Linked DNA regions of Mus musculus: regions 2, 3, 4, 5 and 6 are each linked to region 1. A link is a contact called in public Hi-C and HiChIP or PLAC-seq data. All regions are on one chromosome and are shown on one strand. The core of a region is the stretch at or near the end of the contact, and the rest is flanking DNA. Distances in the headings are between cores, read along the strand shown. Region 1 holds the start of Utp20 (UTP20 small subunit processome component). Region 2 has its middle 33 kb from the start of Ano4. Region 3 holds the start of Dram1 (DNA-damage regulated autophagy modulator 1). Region 4 holds the start of Ano4 (anoctamin 4). Region 5 holds the start of Sycp3 (synaptonemal complex protein 3). Region 6 overlaps Ano4 (anoctamin 4).

Region 1 (2,857 bases), core at 237-2,736:
ACACAGGTCTAAATCACTGCATGTACATTACAAATGGCTTGAAAAACAGCTTACTTACATTGGTGAGAGAAATTTAAAACTCCCTCTTACCTCGTCATAGCTTGCAGTTCTGTCGATACGGTGAATAATATCAATGTTCACATTCCCCAGTCTCTCTGCAAATGTAAGAAACTGCAGAGAAAAAGCATATTTAAGACATATTAGCATTCAATGCTTATCAGGTTTTGATATCTGCTGGAGTAAAACTACACCATAATCACATCAAATTCTGAACACAGAACGTTTTAGAGCTTCAGTGAGCAACCTCTGGACCATCACCACAAACAACAGTACCCTTAGCGTATCATTTCAGACCCGTGGTTTCTATTGGTCATAAAATATGTAACTTTTTAAAATAAGAGCAGCTATTACTTATGAAACACAAAAGGTAAATGTAAGAACTCTAAACAAAAGCAGTTACTACTTGAAGATAATAAATACTTGTACTTTTTGCATAACTTACTTCATCTGTATTTCTTTTTTCTTTTAACTTAAGTACCCTTGGAACAGGCTATGTAGCCAACGATGACCTTAAAATTTAAGTTCAGACCCTCTTGCTTCTACATCCCCAGGTCTGGGGTAACAGGCATTTAGCCATCACACCTGTTTTTGTTGTAACTGTTGTTGTTTTTAATGGGGATCCAACCTAGGGCTCCCTGAATGTTATTCAAACACTCCACCAACCGATCTACCTCCTACATTATGTTTTATCAAATACAATTTCCACACAGACTGGAACCTGGACGAACGCTTTCACACCACACCGAAAGCACAGGGATCTCGCTAAGTTGTGGGAACAGGTATATTTTTTAAAAACAGACAGACTCAGTTACAAAAGGGCTTGGAAAGGCATTATAAAGTACAACAGTAGCCAGCAGAAGTCATTCGCCACTTGCCAGCTCGCTCTACCCTCCTCTGTTCAGTCTTTAAAGTTAGAAGGGGGACTCGGTTGCAGACGATCCCCTGGGCCAATCAATTTGAGCCTGGAGTGAAGGGAGTTGCCCAGACAGGCCAGATCTCACCGCTAAAAGGCGGACTCTGGAATTCAAGTTTCCTCACTCCCCTGCGAACTAATGTTTTTTTTTTTTTTTTATACTGGCATAGTCTCCCATTTTCGCCAGAGCCCCGGGCAAGCGATTCCGGCTCTGCCCGGACTTGCAGGCCCTGGGGTTAAGGCGATCAGCTGGTCAGGCAGAGGCAGGGCGAACCGCGGCTCCGGGCCCAAACTCCCGCGCTCACCCGGTATGTGTTCTCGGTCTTGTGCGAAAGTGGCTTTGGCTTCATGGCTGCGGCGGGACAGCGGCCCGCGAGGGTCTCAGGACGACAGGAAGGGATCCGCGGGCACTGCGGAGGAGAAAGTTACTCCCACGCGGTACTCTCCAATGCTCCGGTGCCTGCTTTTCCTCACGTGTAGTTAGTGCCGCTGGGCGCCGCCATGTTGGAAAGCCAGGATGTGTGGGTCATGTGGGCGGAAGAGGCGGGCCGAGCATGCGTGCTCTTCCTGATTGTCAGTCGTGCAGTTTGCGGATGTACAGTTTTTGCTACATGAGAAGTTGGCCAACACAAAACAAACTCAGTGGTATTTTTGTGGACGTTTTGTTTTGTTTTGGACATTGTTTGTCATATTTGTCATTTGCCTGTTGGTCTTGATTTTCGTTTTTGTAGATTGGTGGTGATGGTGGGGTTTGGTTTGGTTTGGTGTTTTGTTTTTTCAAGACAGGGTTTCTCTAATCCTGGCTGTCCTGGAACTCACTGTGTAGACCAGGCCGGCCTCGAACTCAGAAATCCGCCTACCTCTACCTCCCAAGTGCTGGGATTAAAGGCTTATGCCACCACTGCCCAGCGTCCTTCCTTCCTTCCTTTCTTTCTTTCTTTCTTTCTTTCTTTCTTTCTTTCTTTCTTTCTTTTTTAAGAGAGAAGAATGTACAGTTGAATGGGTTGGGAGAATCTGAGAGGAGTTGGGAAAGGGAAAAACACGATCAAAATATATTGTATGAAAATTTTTAATAAAAAGGATAAAAGGGTTTTATTATAGAAAGAAAGCATAACCGTCACAACCTAGCATTAACTGCTGCTCGATACATACCGTGCACCATCAAAAGCTGTTTCCACCCATAATACAGTAATGCTGGTTATAAACTCAAAACGTGAAGTGTATGTTTGTTTGTTTTTTTTAAGCCCCCTTGGCATGCAAGGAAACCAAAGTTGGGCATCTTGTAAGTGACGATCTTCATTCACACGCAGACTCCGAGGTCCAGGTTTTAGTTTAGTACTAGAAAATAAAATCTGGCTCTTCACGAATGCCAGGAAGCAGCTCTACCACTAAGCTAGATCCTACAGCTCTTAATCATATATATAGAGAGAGTGTGTGTGTACAGTCGATGAGCCATGGAGTTATTTGCACAAAAATTGATGGAGGAAGGTCCAAGTGCAAAGTCCTTGAGATAAGATTTCATCCTAGCCTGGCTTGTGAGTAGTCAGAGCCCATCATGGGTAGAATACAGTGAATCAAGATATCTTTGCCTCCATTTATTACCTTTCCCATTGTAATCCATTTTAATCCATGGGAGTTCTGGGTATTTCTTCAAATCATGAAACAGTTCCCATGACTTTTGAACTGGGTTTGGTTGGCCAATCCATCATCATTTTATATTTTCTGTCCCCATGAGTTTTGTTTTGTTTTGTTTTGAGACAAAGTTTTTTTGTATAGCCTTGGCCATCCTTTCACTGTAGCCCAAGTGGGTTTCAAACTCAAAGAGCCCCCTGTCTCTGCTACTCAGTGCTGGGATCAGAAGTGTGCACCACCAATCACCACCCA
Region 2 (2,857 bases), core at 219-2,718, 460 kb after region 1:
AATGTACAATATGTATTAGTTACAGTCTATTTAGATTTGTCTATGATTCTCTGGGAAAAAAATCATCTATAGAGCTGGGACTTAAGAAAGAACCAGACAGAATCTGACTTTCTAGCTGTCTCCCTCTAAAACGGGTTTACTTTGCTCTGTCTCCAAGACATTAAAAAAAATAGTTCTAATTTTAATGAAACTAAAGGCTTTATCAAAATTTCATTCTGTCTCAGTATATTTCTTTCTTTAAAAAGATAAGGCAATTTGACTTTTTTTTGTACTCACTTTAATGTGTGTTCCTGCCAGATAGGCTACTTTCTGCATATAGCTATGATTGTGATCACATAATCAAGCAAGCACTTCCACAAACTCATCCACTATCAACAATGGCTGCCCGACTCAACGATTATCCTCCAATAACAGTGACCAACAGTGTGAGTTTTACCTTTAGGCGTAATCTGAACTCTTGGTTCTAAAACACATTTGGTTAAGTGCTATCTCAAGGAAGCATATGGACAAAAGTGGTCACCTGTAGTTATCCTAGCCATTCACAGTTGTCAGGGGGCTTCCCACAGTTTAAATGCAGCCCACAGCTAAGGTCTCCTCAGAAGATTGTCAATCAAATATGTCCCTGGGTCTTGTGTGTTCAGGTTATGTGTGGACCTGGCATGCACTCCATTGCTGTAAGGGAGATTTATGGGTGGATTAAAGGGCAGTATTGTAAGGGTGATCAAATTCAAGACCAGTTCCCTAAAGCCCACATGATCTACAATAAAGCACCCAAATGAAGTCATGTGAATTAAAGCTGAAATATACTGTACACAATCAGTAACTCCTATATGAACCTGTGGGGGAAGAAAAGGCATAATGTACAAGGGGTCTGGGTAACTGAATGTTTAACCATTTAACAGATACCTCCAGAGGGACTTACGCCTCAGTGTGAAGTAGCAGTATGCATTTACATGTTTTCTTATCTTATATGCGTTATGGATAAACTGCTTCAGACCAAGGGGTGGGCGATTACCTAGTAGGATATAAGGCAGGGATTGACCCTGACAGTGCTCCCAGGCCAGTGGGTTTCTGATTCAGTGATTTCACACTCTTCTGGCCATGAGGACTTACTGAAATGAGATCATATGCTGAAATCGAACAAAAATCATAGCAAGTAAATTCCCAGTGAAGCATGATACGTACAGAATGCTACAGGGAAGCCACGGGAGCATGTTTTAGAGGAACTCTACAGCCCTAGGAACCTGGTTCACACCTCAGCATCTCTGCTGACTGGGTATATGTCATAGGCAAGTTATTGAATCTCACCGAGACTCATGCGCACAGATTTCTCATCTGTAAGAGAAAACTCAGTACCTCGCATGGCTTCCCAAATGGCTGTTCTGATGACTCAATGGAAAGCAACATTTGGGTCACTGGATGAACATCCTCGGGATACATGCTGTGCTCTGGACACTACATCAACCAACCAAGCAGGAACTCTCCACTTTCCTGCTGGTGTGGAAACTGGTTATCATGAGCTATGAGTGCACAGGTTAACATTGGGTCTGGCCCAGCTTGGGGCTCAGGACATCTCCATACCAGAGCCACGTCTCCTCCTTTGTCTAATGTCTGAATACGGGAGAAATTAAAGAGAAGGTTCCAGAAGGGACTGAGACCTCGGCAGGCTAAGCAGGAGGCCCAGCTGTGCTTTCCTTTGACTGCAGTACCACCTACAGCCGGAGACTAGCTCTTACACCCAGTCCTCACATCTCCAGACATCTCTAAACTTTCACACAGATGTTTCAGGTAGAGGATTTTTTCGAATTATTTACCTGCCTTGTCTCTGGCCCTTGCCAGGGAAGCCGTGTTTCTCCACTGAGAAGGTGTCATATGGTCAGACATCAAAGGCACTAGCAATTGTGGCCTTGATTGTCCCCTCCTTACCTGGACCAGCACACCTCAGGTGACACTTAAAGTTTTGTCTGAGTTGAGTCTTTAATTTTACTTGACTTGGGTTCTCTTATAGTCTGGACAGAAAGTGCATAGAAGAACATTATTCAATTTGGATAGTAGTTTGTTTTTTTAGTAGTTTTGAGCTAAAATATAGCTAAATATTAAAAATTAAATAGCTAAAATATTTCATAATAAAATGTCTTACATGAATAAAAATAAATCAAAAGAAAATTATTCAGAAAACAAATTGGCACAGTGGAACAGAAAGAAAGTCTTCATATGGAGGCATAAAAGAAAGGAAAGCTTTAGCACTATGGGGAAGGACCCGGAACAGTCTCTGGGAAGGTGTCCAAGACAATTGGATGCTAGACTGTTCCATCATGGATTGGGTTTAAAAAGGCATAGCACAACCTTGGCCTGCAGCTCAGATTCAGTGGCTATCCTAATAAATGTATACGGAAACAAAAAACACTGTATGTGTTTACTTGAGTTGTGATTTGGCATGCAGAAAAGAAGGGAAGCAGTGTGGGTCTCATCCATTAGCCATGTGGAGGATTTGGGGTAATTACCCGGTCAGCTGACCCACACTGACCATAAATCTCCATCACCCGAGCTTTGCCCCGCTCTTCCTGGCATCTCTGATAACAGGAGAAAGGTAAAGGAAATGATATGACTGAGTCAAGTCTCAGTTTCTCCTGGGGCTCTAGCCTCAGCAATAATAATAAAATAATCACAGCTTAGTCGGTTCATAGTTTGACAAATATATTTACAGCTCACAAGGCATACAGCAAGTGCTTACTCAGTACATAGACTAAAATCCATGTTCCAGGGCTGTGGTCCCTGTTGTACCAGCATGAGGTCTTGAGTTCGGTCCCTCCAAGCCTACATAAAACAGCTAGACATGACAACACACAGCTGTAAC
Region 3 (2,857 bases), core at 193-2,692, 470 kb before region 1:
AACACAGGGCCCCTAATGAAGGAGCTAGAGAAGAACCCAAGGAGCTGAATGGGTCTGCAACCCTATAGGTGGAACAACAATATGAACTAATCAGTACCTCCCCTACCAGAGCCGTGTCTCTAGTTGTATATGTAGCAGAGGATGACCTAGTCGGCCATCAATGGGAGGAGAGGGCCTTTCTTTTGAAGATCATATGCCCCAGTACAGGGGAATGCCAGGGCTAAGCAGCAGGAGTGGGTGGGTTGGGGAGCAGGGTGGGGGGAGGGTATAGGGGACTTTGGGGATAGGGTTTGAAATGTAAATGAAGAAAATATCTAATAAACAAAAAAGGAGGATCAAGCTGTTGTCCCAGCTGTGGATAAAGGACCCTCAGGAAAGACGGAGACTAAGTAGGAAACAAAGTAATAAATAAGGGCAAGAAACTTCACAGGTTTTGACAACTTGAGGACTCTGACTTTAGAGGCACCAGGTCCAGAGGAGTATGAGGCAGGTCCATCCTAAAGGTGCTGCTGTTGGCACAAGGGGTCCAGGGTTGCTTTTACGCCAATGACCTACTGGTGTATCTCCACCAGTTTAAACCTCCATTTTCTTTCATGGAAAAGAAATTTTAGCTGTTAGAAATGAGCCCCCTGTGGTGGTGAAGACTTTTAAATCCCAGCACTAGAGAAGCAGAAGAAGGTAGACTTGTGTATACCACCCTAGACTTCAGGCCAACCTGGGCTACATAGGGAGATCCAGTCTCAGAGACAGAGAGGGGGAGAGGGAGGGAGGGGAGGAGCCAGGAGTTGTTGGGAAGAGAAATAAGTGAGCGGTTTGCCACATGCCTGGATCTACTTACAATAAATGGTATCTTAGGAACTCTCCTTGTCTGAGTGTCACCAAAGAAGGCTCTCCCCAAGATTTTATCCCATACCCCAGGTCTAAAGGTGCCACCAGCTGTCTAGCTGTCTGCTTGATGCGCGGCTCTGAGCACTGTTTCTCATTAAAGGCAGAACCCACACGTGCTTCCTGACTCTCTAAACTTGCCCGGGGATCCCAGAGATTATCTTGTCACACCTTTCCACTACCTCAAGAATTTCCACTACCCATGCCTGGCTTGCACGCCTTCCCTCCCTCTCAGCTCACCTGGTCCCTCCCTCACGCTCCTCTTGCCCCTCACCTGATATAGGGGAGAAAGGGGTTGACGTGCCCAGAGAGCACCGCGACCACGTAGGAGATGATGAAGGCTGCGGACGACCAAGTCACCAGGAGGAAGGGGACGAAAGCCATTCCCCTGAGGAAGCACAGCATCGCGGTGAGAGGGCGCTGAGCTCGTCGGACCAAGAAGCTGGCTTGCTGCGGACTGCCTGGAGGCGGTGGCCAAGACACAGACAGCTAACGGCGCGGCGGGACAGAGACTCCGGGACGGCCGGGACAGGCCCAGCCCCGGAGGGAGGGAAGCGCTCAGAGACCCGAGGGCGGAGGGCGGACGGGCAGCCGGGTGGGTGGGGCGCGGGCGGTCCTGGCTTGTTGCGAAACCGGTGAAGTCACAAAGCGGCAGCCTGGTCCCGCGGAGCTAGAGCGCGCAGCCACCTCCCCGCCCACGCCACGCCACGCGGGACCGCTCGGCTTCCTTTCGCTTTTGCTTGATACAGCGACGGGTGGGTGCGGCGGGAGACGCGGGACCCCGCGAGGCTGGCCAGCTCTTGGGCAAGTCCCGCCAAACTGGCTGGATTCCCAGCTCCTCCTTCCCTTGGGGGTTTTTCCTCTGAGCCTCTCTCTCCAGCACCCACTGAGCTTCCTTCCAGAGCCTTGGCCACCAGTGATGCGCACCCCATCGGGTCCCGCTATGGGTTCTGGGGTTCAGGCAAAGGGGCTCAGTGGTGTTTGGGCCACTGGGCATGGACGTCACATACACCTTTGTGATAAGCAGCGGGAAAGCCAAATCGCATAGTAACCAGGCCTGATAGCACAAGTCTGTCATCCCTGCTGCCTGGCTACTAAGGAGGCTGAAGCAGGAGGATCACAAGTTCAAGGTCTGAATTCGCAGCTTAGTGAGCCGCCCTCTAAAGAGCTGGAAATTTAGCCCAATGGTAGAGCACTTGCCTAGAATGGACAAAGGATCTAATTCAGGCAAGTGACAGAAAGGGTTGGATCCAGCCCTGGCCCACCCACCAAAAGCTACTTGGAGTATATATCTGTTCCCACCAATTCTACTTGGAGTATTTATTTCCTAGCAGCAAGACAAGATGACTTGATCCATTTCAGATCCACCCAGCCAGACACCACCTAAACCAAACCAATTGGTGTTCCTGAAGCACTGGCCAGCTCTGCGGGTCTGAGCTATAGTTTGGGAATTCTGAGCCCACTTTTGGCCATAGATGACCTAATACAGGTTCATCTCAGCCACATAAATGTGCCTTGTGTGCCATACCATGCTAGGGAATAGCCTACAGGGATTGTGAGTTCCTGTCCTGACTTCCTTTGGTGATGAACAGCAATGTGGAAGTGTAAGCTGAGTAAACCCTTTCCTCCCCAACCTGCTTCTTGGTCATGATGTTTGTGCAGGAATACAAACCCTGACTAAGATACAAGGTAAAGCTGTATACCCAAAGACAAATGCAGACTACTTAAGGGATTTTTGTTAATTACAATGAATATGCTAATTTTGAGGAAAGCCAGCATAATGATGATTCATTTCAATTGCCAACTTAATGATATTAGGAGATACCTAGAATATTAATGTAACACACCATGGATGTGTCTCTGAAGGCATTTCCCAAAAAGGCTTAACTTCAAGCAAGCAGCACCATCCCATGGGCTCTGAGTGAATAAAAAGGAGAGGAAGAGAAAGCCAGGGGAACATTTTCTCCCTCCC
Region 4 (2,857 bases), core at 253-2,752, 430 kb after region 1:
AATGACAGCTTTGAAACTTATCATTTCATTTGCTTTGATCAACATAATTCTGTGCTAAGGAAAGAAGGAAGGAAGGAAGGAAGGAAGGAAGGAAGGAAGGAAGGAAGGAAGGAAAGGCTCCCTATACAGAAGGACTCCTGCAGTGCACAAGTTCAGCAAGGTGAGACTCCAGACACTTTGGGTTTCCTTTGGGCTCCCTGAGGCATCCAGTAACAGACTTTTCAAGTTGCAGAGTTCTTTACAGCCAACCTGGGATGCCAGGTGGGAAATGAGAACACTAAGAAGCCTGCCACGGAATAATTAACCTGCCAAGCACATGGTCTCTTTTGGAAAGCTGCTTATTTTCTCTTGGAAAAGTCTAATCATTCCAATAGCTTCAGAGCTTTTATCTCTCAGCAGGAAGATGAAACTATGTTGTCAACTCCAAAAACAATGTTCTTACTGTCCCTCCCCACCACCCTCCGAAGAAGCAGCTTCACAACGCGGTTTGCAGAACTGGGTGCCCTGAGACTCAGAAGCGATGAGGTCATGCAATCTACTTGTCTTCCCAGCGCAGGATTCCTCTCGCTGCTAATGTTCCTGCCCAAGTTGTAAACCCCGTCAGACACGGGGCCATTCTGGACCCACCAGCAGATGTTTAAAGCACACACAGCTGCCCATACAGACTCTGACATAACTCACACGTGTGTGCCCGGGTTCAGCTGGGAAGATGGAAGTCTTTGGCATGTGGCAAGTCGCCCCTGGTCCCTCCAGGTTCTGACGGGGTACCCCTTTAGGATGCTGAGGAATCCTCTCTCGCTGGAATCTATCAGCCAGCCTGCACAGATCCCCTGCACACTGCTGCAGTTTGCTGTGGAGAACACATTTGCCTAGCTGCTGCTTCAAGGACAAAGAGAGCTAGCACTTAGGTTTCTGTCATAGCCGGAGGGCTCGGGCTTATGAAGAAATAAATAAATCAAAGACAGACTATGCAGACAAATGACCCCAGGCATTTCAGTTCACTGGGTCCCTCCAGGGGGGGAAAAATAAAAAACCGACCAGGAGAACGGAAGAAATGCAGAAGGAAGGTCACTAAGGCAAGCCGGGAAGAGAAGGAGCAATCCTTTCACTGCAGCAGAACAGCTCATTCAAGGCAAGCACTTACCATAAAAATAGAAAGAGTCAACAGAAGGAGAAAGGATCCTTCCTCGGTGTCTGTGGTAGACAGAAATTCACCACGAACCTCGGCAAAGTGATGGGAGGCAGCAAAGCTCTCCACACACAAGTCCTTTCAGCCTCCCCTCCAGCCCGCATGCAGTTGTTTGTGCTGTAAAACCCCCGAGAAGTCTGGAACAGGACTCTCCGGAGAGCAAGCAAGCCGGAGTGAAAGCAGCCAGCCGGGGACCAATTTCACCACAGTCTCAGAGCATCACTCCCAGGACAGGTCCTCCCCACCGGGTGCAGGGGCGGCATGGGGTAGGGGGGCGGGGGCAGCAGGCTAGGCTTTGGAAAGCAAGGTTTGGGTTAGGGAAGGAGCCTCTTTGGAGTGGAAGGAAGTGCCGGTGAGCACATCAGTATTCCATATCAGTTATTGCCAGCAACCAATCAGCCTAACCAGGGGGCTGTTGTCAGTGTGACAAGAGAGTGCAGATGACAGGCAGTCCTGGGAGCTGCAGGACAGCTCCCTGCCAGCAACAGAAGTTTGGCAGGATTGGCAGCTTGCCCTCTCCCCAGTCTCTATTTGCTTGCTGTTTGTCGATTCCCAAAGCCCAGTAGTTATGTGGGCCACTCAGCAACTTCCCAAGGCAGACCACCACCACCACCACCACGCTCTTTCTGCAGGAAGCCAGAGTGGACGTGAGTCTTGGCTAGTGACTTCTCACACATCAGACAGCTCTGACAGGACCCTCCACAAGGTCACCACCAGTTCAAAAATGGCACTCTGGACCTGTGCCTCTCTATGACGGGAGTGTAGGTTGAGAGAGTCAGGAATAGGGCTTTCCACAATCATGGGAAAAATTTAAACAGAAAAGGATTAGAGGTCTCTTCAGGAATTTGACCCCTCCATCTTTCTTCATTAACTTTCCATGTGGTGTTTTATAGAGATGTTTTTCAATGTAAGTTTCTAAGGACAGTTTATGTTTCTCTTTGACGACTCTTAAATCACCCATGATTTAAGACAGGGCAATTCATACTCTGGGCAAACAGTATTAATTTATAAGCACTAAAGTGAGACACCACAATCTACACTAACAGAAAGGAGCCCAGGCCTTCATGGTGGGTGAAGAATAAGTCTACACTTTGACTATTTGTCTTTTTCTAAAACCATTCTTGTATCATGTTGCGCCTGGAAGGCTGGAGGCACACATCTTAAGCTGTGATTGCCTGTGATGATTAAATTGGACCAGAAAGTGTTTTCTGAGGCTAAATGCTAACTTAGTGCGAGGTCAGAAGGAAACTTCCAGATTTTCTAACTTTGGAAGACTGTTTAAGGCTACTTTCTTAGCAGAAGGACCAGTTCCCTTCTCCAGGCAGGAGTACATAGGAGGCTGCGTTTTTATGTGATGCTGTGTTTCTAATTATAGTTCTCTTTTCTCTTAGAGGCTGGACATTCTGTGATGCCTTCCAGCCATGGGCAAACTGCAGGCTGACACAGAGGAGTCGGAAGATCACTGCTTAAGGAGAGGGACTCTGTGAGGGGGACTTCGAGGGGGCAGCCTTTGGGATGTTAATTAACTAATTAATTAATTATTTTAAAGATGGGGGGTACACTCGAAGCAGTTAGCCAGGCTTCAGAGTGAAGCATAGCCGGAGGCCACAAAAATGTTCCACATCAAAGGCAAGCACAATAAAATGAAGTGTCTTTCCCTAATTAACT
Region 5 (2,857 bases), core at 254-2,753, 370 kb before region 1:
TATAACCCTGACTTCTGCCCAGTTCCCTGCTTTTTCTCACCATAACAGAAGCAGCCGCCTTCCTGGATTTTTCCCTCCCAGTAAATCTCTTGTGTGAGGTCTGTTGTGTAGTGTGACTTTGTGGTTTTTCTTGAATCTCCACTGCCAGGATACCTTTCCCAGCAGAGCTGTAACACCTACTGGGGCAACCTCCCCTGCCTAAACAGAGTAAGGAAACTTCTGCCTGCATGAGCAGAGCTGTTTCATTTGCATTGGCAAAAGCCTTTTCCCTGAGAGCTGTATATGTACAGTTGTTCTAGCAAAATTTTTCTTGACATAAAGCTAACAGGGACATGATATATGTATGACACAGTCATTAAAGGGAGGGAACACGGTTTTAAAAAAATGTTTTATTTATCCTTCTCTCATATGTTACTCTTCCTCCCTCCTCTCCTCCCAATCCTCCCCCTCCCCCATTCACTCCTCCTCCGTTTCTGAGCACACACTTTTTTTTTTCTCCCCGTGACAGGGTTTCTCTGTGTAACCTTGGCTGTCCTGGAACTCACTTTGTAGACCAGGCTGGCTTTGAACTCCCGGGATTAAAAGTGTGTGCCAACCAAGGCCCGGCCCTGAGCACACACTTCTTAATAAATTATGAGACATCAGTTTCTATAGAAAAGGTAATATTTTTTCTTAAAATTTTAAATATTAAAATATTTTTAAATATTTTAATTAAAATATTTTTAAAAATATATTTAAAAACTTAATGACTCATGGAACTTGTAGAGGAATGATTTTTTAGCACTCAAGGTAATGATGATTTTTTATATGAAAATGAACACAGAAAAAACTCAGAAATCAAAAGCTAGCATAAAAAACCTTATAAACTCTGTTCTAGTGACTGCTGTACCATAAATCCTGTTTGCATGTTAGTCCTGGCTATCTATAATAACAGCGGTTCTTATAGCAATAATGAATAAAAAGTGAGTTGCAGAATATTATATTAAATGTTGAATTTTTTCGTTATTGCAATGCTCAGGCATAAAGAAAACTATGATGTATTGCTATATTAAAGACTATATGTGTTATCGAAACTCAGAAAATGTAAATCGGCTATGGTTTACTCCTATAATCCCAGCATTTAGGAAGCTATGGCAAGATTACCATGGGGCTTGAAGTCGGCCTGGGTTAGAGTTGAGACTCCGTATCAGAAAACAACAAAGAATCAAACAAAGACATCAGGAAACGGGAAGATGGATAATTTATAGTTTCCATATAGGTGTGAATGAGGATCCATGAGCAAAGATGGCCAGGTCAGGTGGGATGGGAGAGTCGGGTGTGCTGTGGATAAGACTTCCTAAAGCGAAGGAAGGAACAGCGGGAAAGTGCTGCTTCTCAGGGTAGAGGTGAGGTGTCCATCATGGAAGTGCCCCGCCCATCGTGTCCCTGCCGTTGGCTCCCACGTGAGAACGGGCATGGAGCACGTGCTAGGAGGCGGGGCTATACGTAAGCGTGTGTGTACCCATGGCGTTCAGCCAATCAGCAGAGAGCTTGGTCGGGGCCGGACTGTATTTACTCCTGCCCAAGGGCCAGGTTTCCTCAGATGCTTCGAGGGTGTGGGGACAGCGACAGCTCACCGGAGCCGCTGAGGTAAGGAGATGGGGGAGTGAAAGCCGGGTCGGCTTGGCCTTCGTGGGCCTGGGCCTCGGGAAGAGGAGGAGTCCCGGCCAGGGGGGAAGGCGCCACAACCAAGGCAGGCCAGTCGCCAACCATGGCCGGTGGGGGACAGGCGGGGACTGAGGGGAGCGGAGGTCAGGCCGAGGGAGTTGGGCATCCAGGCAGGAAGTTGGGGTCGGGCCTAGGGTTTAGGGAGTTGGGGTTCGGGCCTAGGCAGTCGAGGGTCCGGCACAGGACGTTGGGGGTCCGGCGCAGGAAGTTGGGGTTTGGGCTGAAGGAACTGGGGTCAGGCTGACGGAGTTGGTCGTGGCTGAGGGAGTTGGAGTCGTGGGCTCGGGCAATTAGGAGGCAGGGCCGAGGGAACTAGGAGTCAAGGGCTAAAGCAGTCGGGAAGCAGGGCTGGGGAGTTAGGGGTCAGGGCTGAGGGAAGTAGGGGTCCGGACCTAGGGAAGAAGGGTCAGGCTGAGGGAATTAAAGGTCACGGCCAACGGAGGTCAATGGGGAAGTAGGGGTCAGGGGTCAAGGGGACCTGGAGGCCGAAGCTTGGGAAGGAAGAGATGGCAGCCTAGGGGATTAGGAGGCGGGCCTAGGAAATCGGGGTTTGGGAGCTGCGGGAATTAAGGAATTAGGGGTCAGGAGCTAAGGAAGTCAGAAGGCGGCCCCTGGGGAGCTAGGGGTCATGGCTAAGGGCTCAGGGTCAGGGACGAGGGAATTAGCGGTTGGGACCTAAGGGATTAGGAAGCTGCGGTAGGGAATTAGGGGTCCAGGCCTAGGAGCCAGGGGCTAAGGAAAGTTAGAGGCAAGACTTTAGGAACTGGGGTCCGCGCCAAGGGAAATGGAGGCTGGCAGCTGGGAGTTAAGGGCCGGGCCTATCGAATTAGGGGCGGGACCTAGGGGACTGGGGGTGTGGCCTGGCAAACTAGGGGGTGTGGTCTACGGGGTGGGGGGTGGCCTAGGGAAATGGGGGTAGGATCTGGCAAATTAGGGTTGTGGCCTAGGGAAATGGGGGTGGGCCTGAGAGAATTTAGAGATGGGGTTTAGGGAATTAGGGCCTTTGTCCAAGGGGATTAGGAGGAGGTGGCATAGGTCAACTAGGAGGTAAGGAATCAGGGAATTTGGGGTTAGGATGAAGAAACTTAAAAATAGGAAGTATAGCAATTTAGGGGTCAGACTGAGAAAATTAAGTGTTTGGATATGGGAC
Region 6 (2,857 bases), core at 103-2,602, 280 kb after region 1:
GATAAACATCATAGTCCCTGGAGACCATCAGGGTCAGAATTCCTGCATCAGTGGTTTCATCAAACTCTTAGCCTGAAAGAACACTTTGAGATGACTATTTGTTTAAATTGCAGTAAATGAAGTGGGCTTCACTTATGAAGAATCTAAGGGACACTCAGAGGAGACAAGGGACTAAAATCACATATCTGGCTAGCCTGCTCCTCAAAGCTTAGCTGAACAATATATCTGACATGCATTATATTGACAGGGAAATGTTCTGTGCCCATAAATGGCGTGTAAGTCAATATAAGGGAATGATACAGGGACTGTGGGAAACCTATGTAGTTTTCCTGGGATTCACAGTCCCACTAGGAAGAGAAATGAACTCCCACAGCCAGGGTGCCGAAATCTCAAGCTAATTGTACATCTCACGTGTTTCCCCTCTGGAATGCCAAGCCCAGTAGTGGCTATTCTTCATTTAAGACCCAAGGCATATTCTTTTAGCTTCTGAGACACCTTATAACCCTAGTGTTTTCAGAACAAAAAAAAAACCAAGCTAAATTCTTTTTTTTCAAAGAATTATTCATTTTATGTGTATATGTACACTATACCTGTCTTCAGACACACCAGAAGAGGACATTAGATCCCATTACAGATGAGCCACCATGTGGTTGCTGGGAATTGAACTCAGGACCTCTGGAAGAGTAGTCAGTGCTCTTAACCACTTAGCTTTCTCTCCAGCCCCCAAACCCTTTCCAGACTATGTTTTATGCTTCGTTTCTTTGTTGTAGCTAAAGCTCCGTGATCTTACAGCGCAGGCTGCACTTTCCAGCAAGGGTTTGCAGTGTCAAACCCCTCGTCCAGAATCTTCCTGTGCACTCCATCAAGAGGTGGAATCTATGTCTTTAAATTTGGATTCTGCCTCTACCAGTACAACACAGTTAAAGAGACTGCTGTAGTGATATGCTGCAGAAATGAACATCAACCTTGGGGCTTCGGCGGTCATGTGACAAGGCAGTCAGTCATGGAAAGAAACACACATGGAAAGAAAGCAATGTGTGCAGTGCACAGTCCCGGCTGAGAGCCCAGCTGACATTAGTGCCTGGACAGGGGCCACTCTAGGATCTAGTGGGACTGATTGCAGTGATGTCTGGTGGAGCCAAGAGAATCTGTCACTGAGCATCCCTGCCCAACTGCAGATCTGAGAGCAAAGCAAATGCCTGTTGTTTTGATCAACAAACACTGGAGTTGCTTGTTGTGCAACAATAGATAACTGGGCCATTTATTCCTTTTTGAGTATGAGTGCCTGGCAGAGGGCCTGGGATCCAACAGGTTTGAAACATGCATTCATAAAGGAATGTGTGCAGTGCACAGTCCCGGCTGAGAGCCCAGCTGACATTAGTGCCTGGACAGGGGCCACATAAAGGACGAATACTCTTATACTGTAGGGGGCAGAAGGAAGGAAAGGAACTTTCATTCTCTGGGGCAAAGAACTTTCACCTTATCTGCCCTTTCCCTTCCCAGTGAATGTCAACTTGAGAGTGTTTTCTTATACAGACTTCTGACTCCCAAGTTAAAGGATGTGGCTGAGGGAATTCAGCTCTGCTGTAAACAGAGACAATTAACTCAGAACATCAGAACAAAAGTGTGAGTGTCATCAAGAACTCTGCCGGCAACTTACCCAGTGTGCCTAGGCAGAGACCCAGAAAGAGATCCACCATAGTCATCGCAAAGGCAGGTGCTAGAGTGATAGAGTGTGGAATCTTTTTGTGTGTAACAGAGAATAGGGCCATATAGCCTTAAGTGAAGGGACACCTCCTCTATTCTGTTAGATGGAGAGCTTATGGCTTCTCAACGTTGTTTGCAGTCATCCTGACTATTAGCATCAGGACTTCTCAAACCTACGACATCACACAGGCGACAGCGCAACCTGCAGATCTGTTGCCAAGACAACAGGCATTATATTCCCAGAATCCACTTGGCTCACCTCCCACCTTTACCTGCATTACATTACATCATTTTCTATATAAATAAGGAGAACGCCCCTCCCTTGCTCTCTTCTCCCCCTCTTCTCTTTCTGCAGCCACCTTGTCTCCCTCCCAATAAAACCTCTTCCACATGGTACTTACTGTCTTGGCCTAGAGTGCTGTTGAGATGCGACCCGCCATTCTAACATGTCACTGTCGTGCCTCCTGCCACTCCCAGCTGACCCTCGTCAACTTTGTTAATGAGACGTTGGGGTCATATGTCTATGGAGCTCCTTCTCCATGGTGCTCGTGGTTAGAGTTAGAGTCTACAGTGAGGAGCACTCAGGTGGGATGTGGGAGCTGGAAAAGGAAAGTTATTCCTACACACCCTGAGGGATTCAGTTGTAAGCTCAAATGTGAGGATCAATGCAGCTCTAGTAGGTGTCCAGGAACCTCCTGCCATGTGTCAGAGCCTCCGTTCAGAAGTGTCATGGGACTCCCTGAGGCCATCTTCCAGGCCGAAGGAACTGGATATGGTCTCCCTAGCCCTGGTCTCCTTTCACCAAAGTCACAGAACCTACACCAAACACTTCATTACTGGAAGACAGAATGGCTGACGTTCCCAGACATTTTCAACTGTGAGAGGCACCAGGGGAGAATTTCAGGAAAAAAAACTTGGGGAACATGGACAGGTGAAATAATTCCAATAATTCCATACTGGAAATTAAGCTGTATTACAGCAAAGGGCAGGTTAGGGAGGAATTGCAACCAGGTTTACCCTCTCCAAAGGTCCTGACAGTGCTCATGAACTTAATTTGTTTCTTGCTCTGTGTCCTGTAAGAGTTCCCCTAGTCTCCTAGATTCCAGCCAAATCCAGCTAGCTCCTTAGTCTCTTCCTCCATTTAGAGTTA

What was found. Hi-C and Micro-C count contacts between places; a contact is called where the count stands out from the background. HiChIP or PLAC-seq counts read pairs in DNA pulled down with a chosen protein or histone mark.
Region 2: a Hi-C map of cortical glia shows a contact between it and region 1, with 2.9 times the contacts expected there. The contact joins the enhancer-like site here to the promoter of Utp20 in region 1. A contact is called at or near these places in 1 of 39 promoter capture datasets (hippocampal neurons), 6 of 484 Hi-C or Micro-C datasets (cerebral cortex, cortical glia, cortical neurons and 2 more) and 2 of 115 datasets of contacts at active chromatin or transcription factors (forebrain and neural tube).
Region 3: a contact with region 1 is called in an H3K4me3 HiChIP or PLAC-seq map of bone marrow-derived macrophages, with 4 times the contacts expected there. The contact joins the promoter of Dram1 here to the promoter of Utp20 in region 1. A contact is called at or near these places in 4 of 39 promoter capture datasets (embryonic stem cells, hematopoietic stem and progenitor cells, hippocampal neurons and 1 more), 7 of 115 datasets of contacts at active chromatin or transcription factors (bone marrow-derived dendritic cells, bone marrow-derived macrophages, embryonic stem cells and 2 more) and 3 of 9 other capture datasets (adipose tissue, embryonic stem cells and macrophages).
Region 4: a contact with region 1 is called in an H3K4me3 HiChIP or PLAC-seq map of forebrain, with 7 times the contacts expected there. The contact joins the promoter of Ano4 here to the promoter of Utp20 in region 1. A contact is called at or near these places in 3 of 39 promoter capture datasets (cranial neural crest, hippocampal neurons and second pharyngeal arch cranial neural crest), 2 of 484 Hi-C or Micro-C datasets (cortical neurons and ventral hippocampal neurons) and 5 of 115 datasets of contacts at active chromatin or transcription factors (astrocytes, bone marrow-derived dendritic cells, embryonic forebrain and 2 more).
Region 5: a contact with region 1 is called in an H3K4me3 HiChIP or PLAC-seq map of embryonic stem cells, with 4 times the contacts expected there. The contact joins the promoter of Sycp3 here to the promoter of Utp20 in region 1. A contact is called at or near these places in 3 of 39 promoter capture datasets (cranial neural crest, hematopoietic stem and progenitor cells and hippocampal neurons), 1 of 15 datasets of contacts at CTCF or cohesin (the NIH/3T3 cell line), 1 of 484 Hi-C or Micro-C datasets (embryonic stem cells), 2 of 115 datasets of contacts at active chromatin or transcription factors (both in embryonic stem cells) and 1 of 9 other capture datasets (adipose tissue).
Region 6: a Hi-C map of uterus shows a contact between it and region 1. The contact joins the enhancer-like site here to the promoter of Utp20 in region 1. A contact is called at or near these places in 2 of 39 promoter capture datasets (the 3T3-L1 cell line and frontonasal cranial neural crest), 2 of 484 Hi-C or Micro-C datasets (both in uterus) and 1 of 115 datasets of contacts at active chromatin or transcription factors (forebrain).

Annotation. Positions count from the first base shown.
Region 1 is chr10:88,825,328-88,828,184 of GRCm38.p6, forward strand. Utp20 (UTP20 small subunit processome component) reads right to left here and starts at 1,487. Exons shown (of 62, transcript NM_175158.3): 1 at 1,279-1,487; 2 at 91-171. The coding sequence starts at 1,323.
Region 2 is chr10:89,289,188-89,292,044 of GRCm38.p6, forward strand. It overlaps a transcript of Ano4 not described here. Among named protein-coding and RNA genes, the nearest start is that of Ano4, 33 kb to the left of the region's middle. Within about 2 kb of position 1,469, at least 2 of the 459 cell types and tissues checked have an H3K27ac peak or open chromatin away from gene starts, as enhancers often do. A contact at or near this core is called in cortical glia, where this site is marked.
Region 3 is chr10:88,355,633-88,358,489 of GRCm38.p6, forward strand. It overlaps Dram1 (DNA-damage regulated autophagy modulator 1), which reads right to left and starts at 1,443. Exons shown (of 7, transcript NM_027878.2): 1 at 1,160-1,443. The coding sequence starts at 1,290.
Region 4 is chr10:89,256,288-89,259,144 of GRCm38.p6, forward strand. Ano4 (anoctamin 4) reads right to left here and starts at 1,503. Exons shown (of 28, transcript NM_001277188.1): 1 at 1,145-1,503. Gm30769 (predicted gene, 30769) reads left to right here and starts at 833. Exons shown (of 2, transcript NR_166107.1): 1 at 833-1,423; 2 at 2,581-2,848.
Region 5 is chr10:88,458,084-88,460,940 of GRCm38.p6, forward strand. Sycp3 (synaptonemal complex protein 3) reads left to right here and starts at 1,504. Exons shown (of 9, transcript NM_011517.2): 1 at 1,504-1,629. The coding sequence starts at 1,583.
Region 6 is chr10:89,102,494-89,105,350 of GRCm38.p6, forward strand. All of the region lies in intron 5 of Ano4 (anoctamin 4), which reads right to left. Among named protein-coding and RNA genes, the nearest start is that of Gm30769, 150 kb to the right of the region's middle. Within about 2 kb of position 1,353, at least 16 of the 459 cell types and tissues checked have an H3K27ac peak or open chromatin away from gene starts, as enhancers often do. A contact at or near this core is called in uterus, where this site is marked.